Regions from separate parts of the Pan troglodytes genome. Here regions 1 and 2 are each linked to region 3. The links are chromatin contacts, called in public HiChIP or PLAC-seq maps. All regions are on one chromosome and are shown on one strand. The core of a region is the stretch at or near the end of the contact, and the rest is flanking DNA. Distances in the headings are between cores, read along the strand shown.

Region 1 (3,539 bases), core at 53-2,552, 390 kb after region 3:
TCTGTTCCCACCATGCTGCACCCATCTCTTACCCCAGCTGCCCTGGTCCACCTTTTGCTCCCCTCAGCACAGGCCAAGCCAGGGCCACAGCGAGGCTCTTGGGCCCCTAAAGTCCTGCTAACTGCCCCCAAAAGGCCTGAAGCCATGGAGGTCATGGGACTGGATGTGGGGGAGAACACACACACACACGGCTCCAACCCTTCTCTGGGCCTCCCTCCCTGAGTTCCCCACTTCCCCCAAACCTGCTGCTGAACATTCTACTGCTCTTGAGGCCCTGCTCTGTCAGCTGGCCAGGCTGCCCTGCCTCTAGCCCTCCGCTCCACCCCACCCAGCTTGCCACCTCCCAACTCCCTGCATCCTGTCCATCCTGAAGCAGGGACACTGGGGGCAGAAATGTGGGTAGGGGACAGGGAGGCTGACACTGGTGGGGGGACATTTGGCAGGTTGCAGGGGAAGTTCTCCCTGCGGGAGGCTCATTGAGACCTCTCTTGCCTTGGGGTGCTCCCTACACGCGGAGGAAAAAGCAGCCTCTGCCTCCCTCCCCAGCCTGTTTCTATCACTGTGAACGTGCAGTGCCTCCTCTACCAATCCCTGCCCCTGCGCCCTGGGGTTGTGTGGCGCAAAGTAGGTGCTCAAAACATGGGAAGTGGGATTTCGTTCTTCAGATCACAGGGCCATTTGCAACGAGGATGCAGCTGGGGAGGCGGAAAGGCGGCATCCCCCACCTTGCCACAAGTCACCTGCCGTGAAGCTCCCGGCATGACAACTGGGGTGGGTGGAGGCAGGGAAAGGTCATGGCTGGGGCAGGAGGTCAAGACCCCTTCCACCCACCTCTCTCCCCCTTTCCAGGCCACAACCCAGACCGCGACGCTCCCAGACGGACAGAGGGACAGAGCCCGCCCGTGGAGCCCGCCCGCTCCCGGGGAGTCACGGGACCGCGCGCGCGGCGCCGGGCAGCCGGGACCCGGCTCCGGATCAGGTGCGCAGCGGGCGGGGCCGGAGCGGCGGGCCCGGGACACACAGACACGCACGCGGCGGGACAAACTGACGGACAGCGCCCGGGGTGGGCGAGCGCGGCTTACCGCTGGGCGGAGGGTCCGACGAGAGTCCGGGAGGCGGCGAGCGGGCGCTACATCCCAAGGCGCGATCCGGCGGGCGGCGTCCCGGGCGCGGAGAGGGGAGTCCCGGCGCCCCCTGCCCGCGAACTCGGCGGGCCGGCCCGCGCTCCCCTCCCCGGCTGCCGCTCGGTCTGCGCGTGGGTCTTGGGGTCTCCGCGCGTCCCGGCCGTCCCGCGCCGCTCCCCGCGGGCCGCCCAACTTTCAGCGCTGCCCCGCGCCGCGCCCTCGGCGCCGCCTCGGCGTCAGCATCGTCGGGCCCGGCCGGGCTCACAGCGCGGGGGTCCGGGGGCCCGGGGCGCCCCGCCGCCCGCGCCCCCCACCCCCGCTGCAGGCGCCCTCCCCGCCGCCGTCCCCCGCTGCGCCCGGCTCCCTCGCTGTCACCCGCTCCTGCTCGCGCGCTCTGCCCCCGGCCCTGCGCTCCGCTCCCGGCCCCGCTGCGCTCGGCCCTGGCCCCGCGACCCCTCGGCCTCCCGGCCTGGGGTCGCCCTCCCCGCCCCCGCCGGCCGGGCTCTGTCGCCACCTCCCCAACCGCTCTCGCGTCTCTCTCCTGCCGCCGGGGTCTCCGCCGCGCTCGCGTCCCGGTCCCTCTCCCGGCCTCCCTGCCTCCTGCGGCCCCGCTCGCCCTCTGCCCGCGGGGTCTCCGTCTCCGTCGCGGTCGCCCGCCGGCCTCCCCCCGCCGGCCTCCCCCCGCCTCCCTCTGCCCGCGCTGCCTCTCTCCCCTGCGCGTCTCTGTCCGTCTCCCTCGCGGCCTCTGTCCTTCTCTGTCTCTCCCCCTCCCACTCTCCGTGCGGCCCCCTCTGTCTCGGACCCCGGCCCCCGCCTCGGCCGCGTCCCAGGCTCGCCCGGGAGCCCGAGCTCCCGCCGCCCGCGGCGCGCCGAGAACTCCCAACTCGCGGCACGCCGCCCCGCTTTGCGAGACTTTCGCCCCTCCTCACACGTGACCCGCGCCCCACTGCGGAGGCCGCGCGCCCCCCAGCCCGGGAACCCCGGCTGCCCGCGGGACCCCGCCCTGCCCGCCCCTCGGCCTAACCCGGCCTCAAGCCCCCTCCCGCGGGGCCCGCGGCGCGGAGCAGGGGCTGGGGCGGGGGGCTGCTGGCCCCGCTCCTGCCCTGGATCCTGCCCGGGTTTTCCTCCTCGCCCCAGGAGCGCTCCTCCCAGAACCCGTTCCTGGATCCGCTCCCGGGTTTTGTGCCCCCCCCCCCCCCCCCCCAGGGGGCAGGTGGAGAGGGTTCCTTCGAGCCGGGAAGGGGGTGGGTGGGAGCTGGTCCCTCTGGGGTCCCACGGAGTCCGGCCCCTCTCCTTAGCGGTCCTCGTACTCTCCCAAAGTACCGCCGGTCAAGGACCCGAAGCACCTCACTCTGGGAGTCTGAGGGGGCCCTATTGGAGGGACCCTCACGATCAGTCAGTCACCACTGCCCCATTTTACAGATGGCGAGACTGGGTACCAGAGAGGGTCAGAAACTCGGCCAAGGTCACCCAGAGATGACAAAGCCAGGCCAAACCCTAGTCTCTTGTTCTCTGTCGTTCTCCATTACCCCAAGCTGTCAGGCCTGGGCCCCACACTCTGGGGTGTCAGGGAACCCCCAGCACCCACAGCACCTGTCTAGCCAGCTACTTCCTGACATCCTGCCACGTCACTCTAGCCCTCCGAGGAGACAAGAGGGAAAGTGCTCCTCCTTCCAGGGTGGTAGGACGAGAGAACACCTGCAGTTAGACAGCCAGCAAAACTTCCCTGGGAGTCTGGCCATCACCGACTAGCCCCATTACAAAGAGGGAGAGACCGAGGCACCCCAAAGCCAGGTGGAGAACTGATGAAATCTGAAATCCCCTCTGGCTCTCCTGAGCCTCGAGGGTGTCAGCATAAGAACAGCAACACACAAACCACCACAAGTGTTTCCCTTCCTCGTGGGCTCTCCCTACTCAAAAGGATTCAGTCCCAACTCCTCAGTGTGGTATAGTCAGGCCCCACCTTATCCGGCATCCCACATCCCATAAATCCACAGGTACACCCTGATTCCACAGATTCCAGAACACGCCACAGGCCTCCACACCTCTCTGCCTACACGCACTGTTCCTCCTCACTGAAATGTCCTTCCACCTTTTTTTCCCAGAGAATTCCTGCTGTTCCCCAAGCCCAGCCTCAGTGCCACTTCCTTGAGAAGGCCTCCTGATGACCCCAGCAGAAGTCATTTATCACCCACTCATTCATTCAACCAGCACTAGGCACCCACCATGTACCAGCCCCTGGGCTGGGCACAAGTATGGTTCTTGCTTAGTGGGATGAGGAGTCAGGCTAACCTAGGCTCAAAAGCACCTAGGAGCTACTTGACCTTGAACAAGTTTTTATTTAATCTGTCGGTAAATTGAGGACCCTAACGTCCTCCATTCCCAAGGGGTAGATTAAGTGAGGTGGATGCACAA
Region 2 (3,686 bases), core at 18-2,517, 510 kb after region 3:
CCTGTAATCCCAGCACTTTGGGAGGCCGAGACAGGCAGATCACGAGGTCAGGAGTTCGAGACCAGCCTGGCCAATCCCCGTCTCTACTAAAAATACAAAAAAATTAGCCGGGCGTGGTGGTGGGCGCCTGTAATCCCACCTACTTGGGAGGCTGAGGCAGGAGAATCGCTTGAACCTGGGAGGCGGAGGTTGCAGTGAGCCGAGATCGCGCCACTGCACTCCAGCCTGGGCGACAGTGCGAGACTCCGTCTGAAAAAAAAAAAAAAAAATTGGTGGATCATAATATTCTATTAAGGCTGATAAGCAGTTAAAGTTTTTAACATTGTAGACTCAAAAGAAATCTCAGGAATCCACAAGGCGTGATTGTGTTTATTTATTACAATAAAATGCGGTCCAAATAATCATTTTTCTTGGCCGATTCCATTTCCTCATTTGATACCAAAGTCAGGGGTTGGACCCTAGAACAAAGGGAACGAACTATTAATACTAAGGCAGGAGCAGGGTCCTACCACCCAGCACCTCAAACGGCAAAGGATGGAAGGCAACCGAGACCGTTCGGATGGGATCTTCGGGGACACTGTCCTTCAGATGGCTAGCTATGAGTACCCCAATTCCACATTTACTGTCCCCATCGAAGAGAAAAACAGCATTCATTTCTTCTCCCCGTGATGAAATGAAAAGATTGTCCCCCATCTCTCAAGGAGCCGTTGATAGACTGAACCGTTGGATTGAAAGTAGGGCTCCCCAATCCCCCGGTTTAAGACGACCCAGCTGTCCCCTCTGGTGGGGGCAGCAGCGCGGTCGGGTCGCCCTCGACGCCTCCCTCAGCAGGAGGCCTGGGCAGACCCCCTGCGGCCGCCGGACATTTTCCTGACACCGGATTCCCTGGTCAGGAGGATGAGGCGGGCTCTCCTAGACTCAGGTCCGATTCGATTGAAAATGAGGTTGGAAATCCCTCAAGATCACTAAAATTCCTCCCCAAGGGTCGGAGCGGAACGCTCAAAGTCACTAGCCCAGGGACCCCAAAAAAGGAGCGAGAAAGGGAAGCGCGCCTTCTCAAAACGAGCGTCCCCTCAGAGTCTTCGCACGCTGTCCGTTTTTGCCACTTACCCCCCTCGTACCCACAGTCTCCCCGAGATTTTCAAGGTGAAGCCCCTCTGCCCCGCCCGACCTCCTCAGCTGACAGGATTCTAACTCCGGCCTAGAACACGGAGCCTGGAGACCCGCGCGCCGTTGACCACAGGGTTTGGCGCCAAACGAGGAGGGCGGGGCGAGGACCAAGGGGCCGGGGCGGGGCGCAGGGTGAGGGTGGAAGGGCGGGGAGGGAGCAGGCCTACAGTGGGCGACGAGGGGCGGGGAGCAATGGGGGCGGGGCGAAGACCGAAGGGCGGGGAACGAGCGGGCTCACAGGTGGGGGGACCAGAGGGCGTGGCCTGGAGGGGGCTCAGGGCGAGGGGGCGGGGCGAGGGCTGAGGGACGGAAAACGAAGAGGAGCCTCCAGCGGGTGGCGAGCTGGGATGACGGCGGGAGGGAGGGAGGGAGGGGCGCTGTGGAGGGAGCGCGCTGAGGAGCGGGGCCTTGAAGGGAGACCGTTGAGCTGGGGCGTCCCTCGAGCTGAGCACCTCGCTAAAGTCCGGGAGAAGACCCTGAGGCGAGGTTCTGAGGAGGTAGCCTTCAGTCGGGGGAGGGGCGATGAGCAGAGGTGACTGACTTTGGCGATAGGTCTTGGTCGCGAGGGTCGCAGATGGAGCCTTGGGTTAGAAGGTCGAATCCGGGCCCGTTTCCCCCCGCCCCCGCTGCCCATGGCTTCACTTTTCACCTCCAGGTTTTCATGCTGGCTTCAGAGTTTGGCCGTGCTCCCTCAGCGTTCCTAATTTCCCACTTTCTGACTCTCACCATTTGCCACTCTTGTCTGTGATTGAGACACCCGAGGCCCATTCAGGATGGAGAGTAATTTTTTCTCTGTCTTAACTTGAAGTTTTAAATAGACCACAGACGCCAAGTATATTTTGGTTCAGCTTTTAAATAGAAGTCGCAGGCCAGCCTTCGTGCCAGCAGCGCCATCGCTGGCAGCATCCTCCTCCTCCCCTCACGCGGAGACTGACTTGGGGAGAGTCAGGAAACATTTGAGAGAGCAGCTGCCGAGGTGGAGGCTGTGATGTATCTTGGATGAATCTCTGTGCAAACAGTTCTTTGGGTTCAAGACCTAGTACAGGGCGATCCTTTTTGTTTCTTCTGTCTGAATCATTTTGGTGGAATAAATAGCAAAACATTCCCACAATAGCAGTTGGCATTTTGTGTAGGACGCACCCCCCCAACAGGTGGATTGTTTTAAGAGCCAACAAATAACTGCCATTGTGCTTCCAAATCTGTTATTTTCCCCCAAACACAGTCGTCCTTGTTATATGGAGATGAATGCCCATTTGGGGGAGGAACTGGATAGTGGTGAAAGGCTTTCGCTCTGAGGCCTCACCTAAATAATTATGGGAACTTTTGAGCAACTCGTTAGGTGAAGACATCAACAGTCTACAGAAGAGCTGCAAAGAGCACAGCAAGATGATTTAGGGAAATATAACATATGTAGTTTGGTGTAGTGACAGCTGGGAGAGAGAAATGTTCATAATATTTGAAGGTTGTGTGCAGTACACTTAAAAAAACTAAAATGAGCTGGGTAATGACAGATTCATGAAGGGAGGAGAAAAATCTTATTTGGGTATCATATCGATGGTTAGAGACAACTTTTAAAATATTTAAAACAATAACAAACTCTGGGACAGTTAAAAAGTGCACATGAAGACTTTCCACTAAAATCGGAACCAAAAAAATTGTCTTTCATATCATACAAAAACTCTGAATATCATGAAGGTGGCATTTCACATCAGTGGAGAAATGATGAATTCAGTGAATAGTGTTAGAACAACTAGGTAACCATCTGGAAGAAAAATAAAATTGGAACCACACTTTACACATTATACCAAAATAAATTCCAGACAGATCAAAAAATTAAATCTGAACAATAAAATAAAGTACTAGAAGAAAATATGGGACATTTAAAATTACTTTGTAATAAGGAACATCTTTTTAAGTATGCTACAAAACTCAGAAGCCATGGAAGATTGTTAAGTATGCTTATATTTAAAAAAATATATCCTGCATGGCAAAATGGTACTTTCCTATCCACAATATAGAACATGGCAAACCAGAGCTTTTGTGTCAATTATTAACTGGATAATATAGCTTGCCTAATTTTTCAAATCCTTCAGGAAGTCCACAATTTCTCTACACAATTAAAAAATTTTGTGCCTTTTTATGATATTTTTAGAAATAAAAAAATAGGCAGTGGGATTATAGTTAAGACCTGAATTTTAAACTATTACACTTTACTGCCCCTCCGTGGACAGTCACCTTATAACCAAATAGAGGCACAGGATTCCAGCGCGTATAGCTGGGCTTCTACAAAGTGATGCTTGCTGATACATATTCTTGAAATTTCAAGAGCTTGAATTTGAGAAATGCTTTAGTAGAGAACTAAAGAATGAAGGCTCATCAGGTACAAATTTCACCGGGTAGAATTCCCCCTTAAACATATTTGTTTGTTTTGTTTTGCTTTTTGTTTTTGAGTCAGGGTCTCCCTCTGTCACCCAGGCTAGAGTACAGTGGTAAGTAAGATCTTGGCTCACAGCAGC
Region 3 (3,449 bases), core at 374-2,873:
GCTACAAAATGGCAGAGCCTGGGCCTGAGCTAGCATGGTCATGGGCTGGAAGAGACACAATCCATGTTAAGGCACCTGGGTTTGGAGACTGCTGCCTTTTTTTGTTTGTTTGTTTGTTTTTTGAAACGGAGTCTCTCTCTGTCGCCCAGGCTGGAGTGCAATGGCCTGATCTCGGCTCACTACAACCTCCCTCTCCCATTTTCAAGCGATTCTCCTGCCTCAGGCTCCCAAATAGCTGGAATTACAGGTGTGCGCCACTGCACCTGGCCTTAGACTGCTGCTTTTTGAAATCAAAATTCTGGCCTGGAAACAGAGCTTGGTCTTCCCAGCCCTAGCCCTGCCGCTATGATGCCAGAGGAAGAGGCTTCCCAGGGCCTCCGTTTCCTTGCCTGCACAATGTGGCTGGCAAGACTTGGTCTTCTCTCACAGGGTGGTGGTGAGCTTTCAAATCCTGTGAAAGTGATCTGACAGGAGAGCAGTGGACACGTGGGAAGGCTGTTGTCACGGCATTCTGCACATCTGTCCGGACTCAATTAGCCACCTAAGGAGAGAGTAGGGTGGGGCTTCCACCGGCCGTGGGATATGTGGATAATCATCCTTCTGTATCTTTCTTCCATGGCTCCTGGGGCAGCTGGGGAAGCAAGCTGGATGGGCCTGGCCCCATGCTGCCGGATGAGGTGGATGCCTGGCTGTGGCTCTGGGAGAGCCAACCTCCCCCAGGGAACCCACTTTACACAATAGCAGTGGCAGCAGAGGCTGGCGAGGAGACAAGATTCGGACTCTGGGGAGCACTGATAGCATTTCCCGAGCCTCAGGTACATGCGGACCGTGACCCTCCCTGGGACCCCAGGGGGGCTGCTCCTCAGGACTAAGGAAGGAGGAGGAGGTGTGAGAAACCTTTCACCATATACCATAGAAAGCATTTACCTCAATGGCCTTGGTTTACATATGGGGAAACTGAGGCATATAAAGGGAAGGGAGCATGTCCAGTCTGTCCTTAATAGCAAGACCCACTGAATACACCTTTCCTGGCTCTCTGTTTAGTGTTTGGACGTTCAAAGATCCCTAGACTAGGCGGCGGGAGTTTCAGGGCCACGATCCAGATCTTACACCAACTGTGTGTGGCCCCGCGCAAAATCACTCCCCGCTCTTTGGCACTTAAGTTGGCGAAACTGGGATGGGCTGGGACCTCAAAGGGCCATTCTAGTAGGGGAGTCACAGGTACAGGTGGTGAAGGGGTGAAAGGGCATGATGTCTTGGGGTTTATAGTCCACTGAGCCTCGCCGGAGGTAACCCCGGCTCAGGGATGCTTTCGTTGCCATGGCAACCTCAGGGCCGGCGCGGGGCCCCTGAGTGCAGCTGAGGAAGCTGGGACAAATCCTGCCCTTCCCAAGATGGCGGCGGCGGCAGGGCAAAGGGCGGTGTTAGACGCTGTCAGCCTGTCCAGACCGTTCCTCTGTTTTCGCTTGTTCCTACTAACGGCGAGCTTCCGCCAATACTTGTTCTCGTTCTTGGCTCCGAGCGTCCCGGGAGCCGGGAAGGGAAGGATTGTCTTCAGGGATTGGAGCAAATATCCAGTGGGGGGGGAAAGGCGGGACTTCCGCGTCTTGCCGGAAGTGACGTAACAATCGCGGCCACCGCCAGGTGGAACGGCAGGTGGGTTCAGGTACCAGCCTGGCCGGGACCCGGCTGTGGGACCAACGCTTCCGGTGAGCGACAGAGGCAGCTCCCCAGGGCCTGGAGACGCGTGGGGCGGACTCTGGGATCTGAGCCCATCGCCCTGGCCTGGAGTCCCCCTTTGTACCTAGTAAGAATCACCTACCCAGCCCCCCACCCGGAGACTGTCCCATCCCACTCCAGAGGGGAAGAGGAGGGCACTGCTGTCCCGTATGAGGGTGGTGGAGGGAGGGGTGGCGTTGGCATTTAGGCACTTGGGTTCTCTAAATCCTATGCTCCTTTCTCTCCCGGATCCAGTTCCCCATTCCCCTACCGAGCTGGGCAGTTAGCCAGCCCACTCCAACTCTCGGAACCATGTTTGCAGACTTGGATTATGACATCGAAGAGGATAAACTGTGAGTATTTTATTCCCCCAAGTTCCAGCAGTATAGGAGCCCCAAGTTCCTCATTTCCCTGGACTTCCCAGTCCCACAAACCCTTGCTTCTCAGCGGTGGATCAGTTGTTGTACTGAAGCAGCAATGGACCCTGCTCTCCCAGGAGCTCACTATTTGTAGGGGGCTGTGGGCAGTTAAAGGGATAATCACAGCTCAGTGCCATAAGGGCACTATTAGCATGACTTGGTGACAAGAAGAGCAAAGCAGATGGAGCAGTGCTTCTGCTGGGGTGGTCAAGGAAAGCTTCATGGAGGACGTAGCAATTGAACCAGGTTTTGAAGGTTGAATAGGAATATTGTAGACACCCTTCCTTCCCAACATAGGTTGTTAGTAGGACAGATTTTCCCATTAGAATATATCCTCTTTCAGATCAAGGAGTGGGTGCAATGCCTTTCTCTATGCTCAGCACTTAGTAAGGGACTTGACGTCAGTAGGTTGTTAGCGAATGTTTTTTGAATGAATAAGTGAATCAGCGTGAGTACTTATCATAAAACACCAGTCAATGCTAATTTATAGTGGAAACCGAGAGGTAATTGAGCAGTTGAGAGGTGGGAGGTGGACAGTTTAATAGAGGGAGACTCCCTGGAGTAGGTGGCCATCATACTCCATAGATGCCTGATAAGGTGACAAGGACAGAACCTGGCTCAAATCTCAGAGATCGAATAAATGAAAGGGAAGGGGGACCTATTTTTATGGAGTGCCTGCTGTGGACTGGGTTGCTGTTAGTGCCCTCCATGCATGGTTAGAAGAACTCTGATAAGGGTGCTCATCCACATTTTATGGATGAGGAAATTGAGATGCACAGAGGGTGACTTACCCAAGTCCCATAGCTGGCCAGGCACGGTGGCTCACGCCTGTAATCCCAGCACTTTGGGAGGCTGAGGCAGGCGGATCAACTGAGGTCAGGAGTTCAAGACCAGCCTGGCCAACATGGTGAAACCCTGTCTCTACTAAAAATACAAAAAAATCAGCCAGGTGTGGTGGCAGGCACCTGTAGTCCCAGCTACTTAGGCGACTGAGGCAGGAGAATCACTTGAACCCGGGAGGCGGAGGTTGCAGTGAGCCGAGATTGCGCCATTGCACTCCAGCCTGGGCAACAAGAGTAAGACTCCATCTCAAAAAAAAGACAAGTTCCACAGCTGATAAATGGCAGAGCTGGGGTTTGATCCCACATCTGCTTAACTCCAAGAGCTGTGCATGTTCCAGCACAAAATGTTGTTGTTTTGTCCAAGGGAGGGAGAGAAAAAGCTGGGCAGCCAGTGGAGCCCCTCAGGAGTTTTAGAGGGCCCACCCCCTCCAGTCATCCTTCCGCCAGGAGAGTCAGCCTAGCTTGCTTT

The links. HiChIP or PLAC-seq counts read pairs in DNA pulled down with a chosen protein or histone mark.
Region 1: an H3K4me3 HiChIP or PLAC-seq map of stem cell-derived excitatory neurons shows a contact between it and region 3, with 5 times the contacts expected there. The contact joins the promoter of KCNJ4 here to the promoter of PICK1 in region 3. A contact is called at or near these places in 1 of 7 Hi-C or Micro-C datasets (stem cell-derived neural progenitor cells) and 1 of 1 datasets of contacts at active chromatin or transcription factors (stem cell-derived excitatory neurons).
Region 2: a contact with region 3 is called in an H3K4me3 HiChIP or PLAC-seq map of stem cell-derived excitatory neurons, with 12 times the contacts expected there. The contact joins the promoter of DMC1 here to the promoter of PICK1 in region 3. A contact is called at or near these places in 1 of 7 Hi-C or Micro-C datasets (stem cell-derived neural progenitor cells) and 1 of 1 datasets of contacts at active chromatin or transcription factors (stem cell-derived excitatory neurons).

The regions. Positions count from the first base shown.
Region 1 is chr23:40,459,545-40,463,083 of NHGRI_mPanTro3-v2.0_pri, forward strand. It overlaps KCNJ4 (potassium inwardly rectifying channel subfamily J member 4), which reads right to left and starts at 1,303. Exons shown (of 2, transcript XM_016939173.2): 1 at 1,083-1,303.
Region 2 is chr23:40,574,893-40,578,578 of NHGRI_mPanTro3-v2.0_pri, forward strand. It overlaps DMC1 (DNA meiotic recombinase 1), which reads right to left and starts at 1,268. Exons shown (of 14, transcript XM_009438404.5): 1 at 1,172-1,268.
Region 3 is chr23:40,065,350-40,068,798 of NHGRI_mPanTro3-v2.0_pri, forward strand. PICK1 (protein interacting with PRKCA 1) reads left to right here and starts at 1,624. Exons shown (of 13, transcript NM_001280533.1): 1 at 1,624-1,656; 2 at 1,975-2,072. The coding sequence starts at 2,032.